Regions from separate parts of the Gasterosteus aculeatus genome. Here region 1 is linked to region 2. The links are chromatin contacts, called in public Hi-C maps. All regions are on one chromosome and are shown on one strand. Each heading gives the region's core, a stretch centred on a gene start, on an enhancer-like site or on the middle of the called end of the contact. The rest is flanking DNA. Distances are from core to core; before and after follow the strand shown.

Region 1 (4,982 bases), core at 1,947-4,446, 340 kb before region 2:
AGAGGGCAGGCCAAAGCAAGCAAAAATCTCATCATACAGCAGAACCCCCTGGGGATCCTCAAAGGCCTCCAACACACTCAAAACACTGAAAGAAACAAGGGAGATGTCACATTAACAGGAACAACTGACCTGTTCTCAGGACTCCTTCACAGAGTGACAGGGTCAGAGTGTGGGACAGAGTGACTTCCTTTGAGTGAGCAGTAATCAATAAGGCACTCATTTGCGTGGCTCGAGCCAGCTTCAGAATGTTCTAGTCTAACATACCAAAAGGATTTGTTCAATCCCAGACAAAAGGGGCTTTTACGGCGACATAATTACACAGCGGGAGCCATTACATGGGATAGAAATGAGGCCTGCAGAATATTAAATGACCCCTCACATTTACCTGCAATCTCTACAAAGGAAGCAAGCTTGTTGACAGGTGACATATTGATTATTCCCATGCGTATTTGGACAGAACTTACTAAAGAAAAAGATGACGTACCATCATCAAGTAATATCTAATTTCATAGTTCAGCGACTGGGGCCGAACTGAGTGGCGTACAATATAAGGCCCTCGCCACTTGGGGGACGGCGGTTGATGTAAGCACAAATAGAATCCACTTCTATTCCGATGCAGTAATTATGGATTTGCCATTGTCCAATCTGACCCTCTTAAGTAAAAATGACTTTTTATAATAAGAGACGGAGGAGCACGGAGCCTCATCGGCACACAGAATTTAGCTTGATTATTTATACATCAAAGGGAATGTGTCAAGGATGTGAGAAAATATTCAAGCAGCAAGGAGGATATTAGGGGGAGGAAGCATGTAGATGGAGAGGGGGAGGGAGAGGGACGAGAGAATAAGGAAGGTCGGCAGATGGAGGGACAGGAGACAAAGGATGAGGAGGAAAAAAATGTAAGTTATGTCAAATAAAAGCTAGCCGTCGACAAACATGTGTGACCAAGAAAAAGGTATCGTCCCCCCCTTTTAACAAAAAGGTATCGTCCCCCCCTTTTAACAAAAAGGTATCGTCCCCCCCTTTTAACAAAAAGGTATCGTCCCCCCCTTCAGACTTTGCATATAGATTGCCATGGCATTTACAGCTGTCAAATTAAATTTGCCTTTAATTCTTCATGGCCCTGGACGAGGAGGGCCCCGGAGTGCTGACAGCCCTTTTCCTTGAGCTCAGGAAGGGGCCCGGGATCAATAATGTGTCCTTATGAGAAATTATGTGTAACGCTATCGAGTATGCATTTGAGCCTCGGCGGGATAAGAGGCTAATGAAATGCCATTTCTTCCATTAGATAACGCGAGGCGGCTCAGCGACAGGCCCTGAGGAAGATGTATTTACTGGAGGGCCGGAAGAGACTGATATGCAGTCTAATCTGATCCAGCTACTTAAAGATTCTGGTACAGGCAGCGCGCATGCACGCACGTACAGAGAATAATCACCTAATCATTAGTCCCTTGAAGAACCTTTAATTCTCGCAAGCAACGGCAGCGGCTCATGACAACGAGTCCCACATCTTTTGTTTATTTCTCTGGACTAATGAATGGTCCAGAATCCTATTGTCTCATCACAGGTCTTAATTCAACCAAATTATAACACTTTTGAGGCTAACGAACATGTGTATGCACTACTAAAAGTTTACGTATCAATTACTCATTTGATATAAATCAGAAAAAGTCTTCAATCAAATACACATTGAATGCAAATCCTAGTTTTTTTTTAGAAAAAGGGGTTGTTATTAATTTTAATTAAAATACTGCCGAGTAGTGCAAAATGTTTGAAATGATTCTACCTTTCACCAACAGCTAAAAACATAAAACTTGTTACCGCTGGTACTGGTTACAGCTTCTTAAATGTGCTGCATTCCTCTTTTGGAGGTTGTACATAACAATAAGAAAATCATTGAGAAAACATGAATTCTAATGTTTCACTTGTGTCAGTAGCGTAAACTGTTGGTGCTGTGAAACGTCACGGCGAGGGGGACAGGACTCCTCACACCTCTGTGCAGAACAACAACAGCTCCTTCTGCCTACATTAATATTGATACCATGCAGCATTGTATTAAACACTTCCGTTCCTCACTCAATGCCGCAACTCATTCCTTTGAATGTTTCATGACGGCAGCTACTTAATTTGGACACAATTTGTCAGTCGGCATCTGTGCCGAGACCTGGTTAGACGGATCAGACCGAGAGGAGAGACGAGTTCAACTTCTGGAATACTTGGACAAGGGTTTGAAGTGATTAAAGAGAAATCATAGCCAAAATACATTTTAATCCAAAAACCTCTTCAAGGAAGATTATACAACAGCAAGTAAGACAAATCAGAGCAACATTTATTGGAAGTGAAAATTAAATAATGCTAAGGACTCACTTGTGTGTGTAGTCAAATCAATCAACGATCAGATGCCTCCCAACCTGTTACCAAACCAACACTCAGCGTATGTTCAACTTTCCCCAATGTTTTTAACACTTTTTAAACACTTTTTTTTACTTTTTGGTGTTTAAACCACTTCAAGACACCATGTGAAAAATGTATTATGTATGGCTCAGATTTTCAGTACCCAACCCTACCAAACAAGGCTCTCTTAAATGTAAACCTATCCTACCCTCACTTGGAAAATATATTAAAGAAAATGCTTAAAAATATTCTTCCCACCTCATCTAAAATCTCTGACCCCTTAACTTAGTTACATGACCACCACCGGCCTGACACTCACACTGAGCAGACCTCCCTGGCTCCTGGTGTGGCCAAACACCTTCTCCACGCTGCAGCCCTGCAGGGGGTAGGCGTGCTGGCCTGCAAACTTGTCTCTGCTGGTGAGCTGCAACTTGGCCTGCAGCAGCATGTCGGAGAACAGGAAGAACATCCTGGGCGTCGTGTCCGCCCCTTTAGGAGGAACCACCGTAAGCCAGCCCTCGCGGATGTACCATCTCCCTGTGAGAGGAGGGAAGAACACATGGAAACAGAGACAATCGTTATCCAATACAGCTGGGACAGATCTCACCTGTAATAGTAGCAAAAAACTTTTCTCACAATTTGGTGAGGTTTGGGCAATACAATGTAGACGAAGCTTTATCCACAAAAAAAGTGACAAAGCTATTAGAGGCAACAACTTGATTATGTATATATACAGTATATTTTTATTTTTCCCATTAATGGGACTTAACAGTCCATAGACTTATATATTCTTACATATGAATAGCATCACACAAGGCCTATGTACTGTATAGTATAAAAGCGAAATATAGAATTAAAACCAGTTGCAAACTGTCAAGTAATTGCACAGAAAAATGAATAAAAGTAAAAGGTAAATAGTAAATGAATACAAAAGTGATCAGACGTCTCTTGATAAGGTTATCATGAACATACAAGCTATCAATCTCCTTCCTATAGCCAGCTACTCGGCTGATGAATAAACTTGCTAAACACTGACTATGCACTAGCCTGGACAGCACGCTAGCGTCATTAGCATTGATCGCTACCTTGATATTATAACTATCACCACGTATATACAATAGTCTATGTAGCGAGAACCAGAAATAAATTACACATCAAGCTAGTTGACATCGGTCACACTCATAATTATTTACTTTGACTAGCCATCCGTTAAACTTCAAGATCTGAAGAATGAATTTGTGACAATCGTTATCCAATTTCTTCATTTAACATGGACGTTACAACATACTTTTTGTGCAACAGTTGTGTTTTTTATTTTCACACTATAGAAAAAAAATGAATGTACACTTATTGTGCCAAATATTTTTGTTACTGTAAAGCATACAGGCACGCGTGAAGACAAATAACATATTTTATTAGCAAAGAGTAATATACAGGACATTCTGCGAACATTAGCAGGCTTTTCATTTTAAGCTAACTATTGCCAAGGCTACAATTATATAAGTCCCAACAAATGATAGATGATCAATGATTGAAGCTTGAAGACATAGCGGCAGATATTAGACCTCTTGCTGATGTCTGGTCAATGATCATGGAGGTACTGGATTTTGTATGCTTATAACGCAGTTAACATTTAATGTCCCATGCTGCTCAGCTCAGTTTCTTTCCAGAGGTTGTCAACATTAGAGATCTTAGAATGGAGTTATTTTTGATTTAAGGTACTGTCAAACCGCAATGCTGGATAACAAAATGATTAGAACATAATAAATAGCAAATTTGGATTAATCACATGCCACTGAACTGCAAACAAAGATAACTTCATAACATTCAGATGGACCACCAATGCAGGTTCAACCAGCATCAATGTCAGTATGAAAATGGTTTTAACCTTGCACAACTGCAGAGAATACATATAATGAGAATAATTAAGCCATGTTGCATTGAAAAAATAAATGAGGATGAAATAATCTAAGTAAGAGGTAAGCAGACTGTGAAGGAACCTCTCATCTCTTCCTCCTTGATTGGCAGCGGCGTGATGATAGCTAATAAGCAAGAGGCTGACATTTGGATAGATAAGATGAGAAATATTGCCTGGTTGAGGGTGTTTTTGTAATTTCAGCTAGCTTGAGTGGCCGAAGCTGTGCCTCTGGGGCGAAGAGCGAACATTTTCAGGTAGACAAGCCCACTAAGATTAAGTGGCCGGGGCCAGGAGGGGGTCAAATTGCTTTTAAAATGCCACGGGTCTCAAATCGAACCATCAGGAAACACACCGTGACTCTCTCAGGTGTTGCATGGAGATTGGTTTTGATTTTAATTAAAATTATTTAAAATAAAACCTGCTTGAGCCTTATACAACCCTTTAAAAGGACACAGAACAAGAAGTCATTATGGATGTATTGTTACAATAACCACTCAGTTCAGGACAAACAGGAATTAAGGAGAAATGTAGTGGAAAATGTCCACACTAAACAGATCCCTAGCACCCTCAGCTCTTTCAACTGACGGACCTGAGGCTTTTATCCTTTGTTGTAAATGACATATTACATTGTAGGGAACTCAGTGTTTCCTCAAGGTTTAGAGCTTTGGGG
Region 2 (4,980 bases), core at 965-3,464:
CCGGTGGACGTTGGATGGCGTGTCGTCTCCAGCGAGAGTTGTCAGGTCGATGCAAGTGACGGCCTTCAGCAGCCATGCGGCCTGCAGGCCAGAAACACGGTACGGGTCAAACCCAACAAGTGTCTCTGCTGTCAGATACAGAGTTACATACCACACATAATGCAGTTTTGTGATTCAGAATAGAGAAGAATGATATATAATATGTATATAGATGTATACACACAGCAACATGGTGCATTTATTTATTTATCGTGCCCCAATAGGTGTGGCACACATTGGATGCAGGTGAACGAGGAGCTCTACCTGCCACTGTTTCTTTGGGATCTTCTGTGCTTGTACATGCTGGGCTCTCTTCAGTACGGCGTGTGTGTTAACCCTCACTTTGGATATCCACTCCAGGTCTGACGTCCATGAGCGAAGAATGAAGGAAAAACAAATACATTTTGAAATGTGTGTTTAAAGTTCTGCGCAAAATGTTCTGTACTTTTTTTACCACGATCCATAAAGACTGAAATGCTTTACTGCTGATTTTGCACTGGACTACATTTTAATTCATCTTACCAACATACAGTACCTCTCAAACTGGCATTTACACATGTACCTAAACATCCAAGACAAGCAGCAATAAAGTATTATTCTTAAAAATGAATTTAGACCAAGAAGTATGGCAAATTATTAGAATATGCTCCCAATTCAGTGATGGTCAAACAAAATTGAACATGAAAAAAACAATGTTGTTTAATGCATCACCAGTTTTGATGTAATTAAGAGAAAGAAAAGATTTTTAAAAACTGTTCGGTCTGACATGGCTGAATTAATCAAAATGTGACTTCACGCCCTTTGTTTTATGGGAACTGTGGTAAGATAATAAAATTTGTTAGTATCTATGTTCATCCAATATAGACACAACCCCACTGTGTGTTTAGCCTTACTTAGCACAAGGCTAAATGACGTAATTCACAGCGTGTATTTGGAGTGGTTGGGTTCTGTCCGCTTGGTCCAAGTGCACTGTTTTTAAACTCATTTTACTGGGAGCACAACCGCTCAAATGGTACCAATGTTGTGACACAATTCTGGGGAAGGCAACTCTCTGTATGGATTAGGTGTCCCTTCCATCACTTTCCATCAAGTGTGTCACCCACCAACAAGGGGGTCTTTGAAAGAAAATGCAACTAAGATTATGATGGAACTGAAACAGCATCAGAAGAAAACTGCAACATGTCATCAAGCCGCTAAAAGAAGAACAGCAGTCAGCTGAGCAGGGCTGTCATATGACATTATTAAGCTACATGGTCTAACTGCACTCACGTCAATCATTTACTATTATATTTCACTATATTTTGCCTTAATATACACCAACGTTACAGTTAGATTGAATTCAGTAAGGTTAAGTGAAATGTGAAACGTCCGTGTGTCTGTTACAGTGTGTATGTTACTGTGTGTCTGTTACAGTGGGTCTGTTAGTGTGTATGTTAGTGTGTTACAGTGGGTCTGTTACAGTGGGTCTGTTAGTGTGTATGTTACCGTGTGTCTGTTACCGTGTGTCTGTTACCGTGTGTCTGTTAGTGTGTCTGTTACCGTGTGTTTCTAGTTACAGCGCGTGCGCGTTATCGTGTGTGTGTGATCGTGTTTGTGTTGTCAGGTCAGCTTACTTCCAAGATAAAGTTAACGTAATGTTACTTATTAAACTGAAGTCAAGGCTACGGGAAGGTTAGCCTAGCTAGAGTACTAAACGATTATTTTAAAACAAAGCGCATTGCAATAAAACGGGGCCATGTGATGTATATTTTACAATGTTTTAACAAAGCGCATACTGCATCAATAACGATGGCAAATGGCAAACGGTCGTACAGCAAATGTGACGCTGACGTCTGATATCCATATGTGCACAGGAAGTGACCCGACGTTATAGCGGGGGCAGAAGTAAGTTCTATTTTTCAGCTGATATCGTTACCTACCAAGCGTTGTCCCAGGGTTCCTGGCCGACATGTCAATGGACGCGATACTATTTATTCACGGGCAGATTGATATTTACAGCAAGAGCCACTGCTAGTCCAAGGTCCTATCAACCTTCTCTTTTTGTCTGCGACGGCACAGGGCTGCGGGGGGGGGGATTCCGGAAGAGGACTCCCTCCACAATAAGGCACAAAAAAAACAGCTCGTGTTCCTGTGCAGCTAATTTACCAACGGAACATGTACAACACAATCGGAAAGCCGCCTCACAGCAAAAGCGTGAGTGAAAAATCCAGAGATATGGTGCTCGCAGTTTATAGACACTACGGTATTGAACATTTGGTCAGAAGCCTTGTTTATTTAGCCATTGTGAAGAACAAAAGCCTTAATGGGAAAGTGTGACACTCAGAAACTATTTTTGGTGTTTGGTCCATCAGCAGGCATTTAACAGTGCACTGCAAAAAGAGGCACAAAGCCCAAACCTCTTACCCCCGAAGGTCCGCTGTGGATCCGGAAGTGGATCAAACCCAATAGTTCTACAATATACCATCAAGAAAAAAACGTAATAGAATAATGCCACATATTTCTGGAAACATCAGAGCCTGGGCTACAATGATATCAAAGCTGTTTGTATATGCTCCAAACACAACTCAAGCAATAATTAAGTGTATGAAAACAAATCCTAATATTTCTCATAAAAAATCACTGCCAAACTGCACATTCCGTCCACCATCAATCGAAGCAACATGCTAACAACATCAGCCAACGAAATAGCATCTTCACCTTTCAATTATCATTTTTTACGTTTGTCATTTTCCCCTGGGTAAATAATGTATATGTTTGGTTAGGTTTTTACAGTTTGTATTACTTTTTGTTGTTGTTGTGAAATGATAGTTTGGTACAGGAGAAAATTCAAATGGGACAAATGGTTAACCTCGGCTAAACTCTCTGTCCTAAAGGCCTCTCTATTTGATCTGCTTCACTCCATCAAAGTAAAACTTTCCACAGATACTGTCCACAAACTGGGTTGTGACCCAGACTTAGATGGGTTTATAGCCTGGTTTCTCCGTGGTTTTTAGTTATGGAGACCCTGTAAGTGATTTTTTTTCAGGTGGATTCTAGAAATTTAAAAAAGAATCTGTGTGCCATCTCACAAGGGTTCCCGTTTATCCTATAGAAAAGAAATCCTCCAAATAGACAAAGTAGTTACAGAGATATTGGCTACTTTTTTCAGAGCAGAGGCCCAAAACCAACTCGGAGTGAAACTTGACAAGTCAGGAATCATTACTTCACCTTAAGACTGACATCATTATTTTACAGCTACATCAGCTGCCTATAGATATACCCTTTGAAAACTTTATAATAGAGCTTTGACACAAGGGTTAGGTCACAAGGGAATAGCTGTGACATCATCATAATGATTGGGATTCTTCTTCAGTGAGAAATCATCCGTGGCATCCCAGAGCTTCCACTAGATGCCAGTGCAGTGCAAGTTCTTAAAACTCCTTACCTTTTTTTCAATGGGGTTCAGAACTCAAAGATAGAGACCTCAAATAGTTCTTTGTCTTCACATATTCAAATCTTGCCTTTAGACCATGTTAACATTACGGTGGAAAGTCATTACATATCCGAGTATCTAGTAAAGTCTGGATAATTTAAATAATGTGTTTTGTACTGTTTGGTTTGAGAATACAGAGTAATCCTTAAAAAAACGTTGCACCAAGCATTGAGAATGTAGAGTAGGTCCTGGGTGAGCAGCAGGCTCAAACCCCCATGTCCCGTGTGTTTTGTCACGAGACACATGAGGTGGAACCACATCCAGGTTCACCAGAGCTGGGATTTTTGCAGATCTTTCTTTGCCAACTTTGAACATATTTTTGTCAACCTAGTGATAGAATTTTTCGTGAAACCACCTTAAATAGTTTTTCAAAACCCGTTGCCTCATCTATGTTCACACTGCCAAATAATGTACACGTGCATCTTCCACGTGTGTCTTTGATCCTTGCAGAAAAGAGAATGGCGCAAAGTTATGCCACTTAGGATTGTTTTTTTAGCGGGAAGAGGAAAGGGGGGTTCTCCCTACCACTGCGGCTCGGTCGGCCTTAGGAGCCTGTGCCTCATTAAATTGAGATCACGCTCAAAGCCGGGGGGGGGGGGTCATACTGAGGCACCATATGAATCACAGAAAGAGTAAGAGGAGAGAGGATGTGTGGGGGGGTTGTTTCTCAATGACAGGGCTCTGGTGAGAGTGACGGAGCACTGACTCACTGAGGAATGGAACCCGCTGGAAGTGAGTCCATGGCCCTGTCTCTAAGCTGCATGCCATTCTTGGGTCCACTGGACTGAACGTACAGTAGTAGGCCTGCTGCAGTAAATACACAGTTCCTCACCTAACCTTGACTTCAGTAGAACTTTGTTTGTGGAGGTGCTCCAAAGGTTAACATGTCTGAGCCTGATAAGTGGTTTTAGCTGGTTTGTTGTTGGCAATCCAGGCAGCCGCCATGCAAAAAGGGCTTGAGCTTTTTCACTAGGAAAGGAGAGCAGGGTAATCTTTACCTCGCAAGTTTACAAGATCACACATTGCAGGTAAAAGGTGATGCCTTTATGCCGGAACCCGCAGTGTTGCGGATGGATCAGTTTTACTACAAGGAGCTACAGGCAGAAACAGGCCTGGTTTATGTGAGCACGAGTCCATATGCATGCATCAATAGCATTATCACAACTGGACCTGGTCGTCTGTGGGGTTTCAGAAGTGTTATGGTCCAAAAGCTGGGCTTACATGGGGGGTTCAGCAGATTGCCCCTTGTTTGGAATACAAGCAGAAAAGCAAGATCTATTCTATCTCTAACAGATATCTTCCTTATTTTATCCCCCTCATAAGGGTTTTTGAGGCAGTTTTTCTTCTGTCAAGTCTGAGTTTGGGGACAAAGGATGTCGCAAGTGTATAGATAGAAAAGCACTGAGTGGCAACTGATTTTGGACTATTTAAAATGAGTTAAAAATGATGTTTTTGATGTAATGAAATAT

The links. A called contact is a pair of places that touch in the nucleus more often than the background predicts.
Region 1: a contact with region 2 is called in a Hi-C map of skeletal muscle, with 13 times the contacts expected there. The contact joins the enhancer-like site here to the promoter of dera in region 2. A contact is called at or near these places in 4 of 6 Hi-C or Micro-C datasets (skeletal muscle, tail fin and whole body).

What each region holds. Positions count from the first base shown.
Region 1 is chr4:23,536,660-23,541,641 of fGasAcu3.hap1.1, reverse strand. It overlaps arhgef39 (Rho guanine nucleotide exchange factor (GEF) 39), which reads right to left. Exons shown (of 12, transcript XM_078101410.1): 8 at 2,714-2,931. Among protein-coding and RNA genes, the nearest start is that of braf, 13 kb to the left of the region's middle. Within about 2 kb of position 3,196, at least 4 of the 9 cell types and tissues checked have open chromatin away from gene starts, as enhancers often do.
Region 2 is chr4:23,195,055-23,200,034 of fGasAcu3.hap1.1, reverse strand. dera (deoxyribose-phosphate aldolase (putative)) reads right to left here and starts at 2,214. Exons shown (of 9, transcript XM_040174493.2): 1 at 1,959-2,214; 2 at 304-401; 3 at 1-81. The coding sequence starts at 1,989.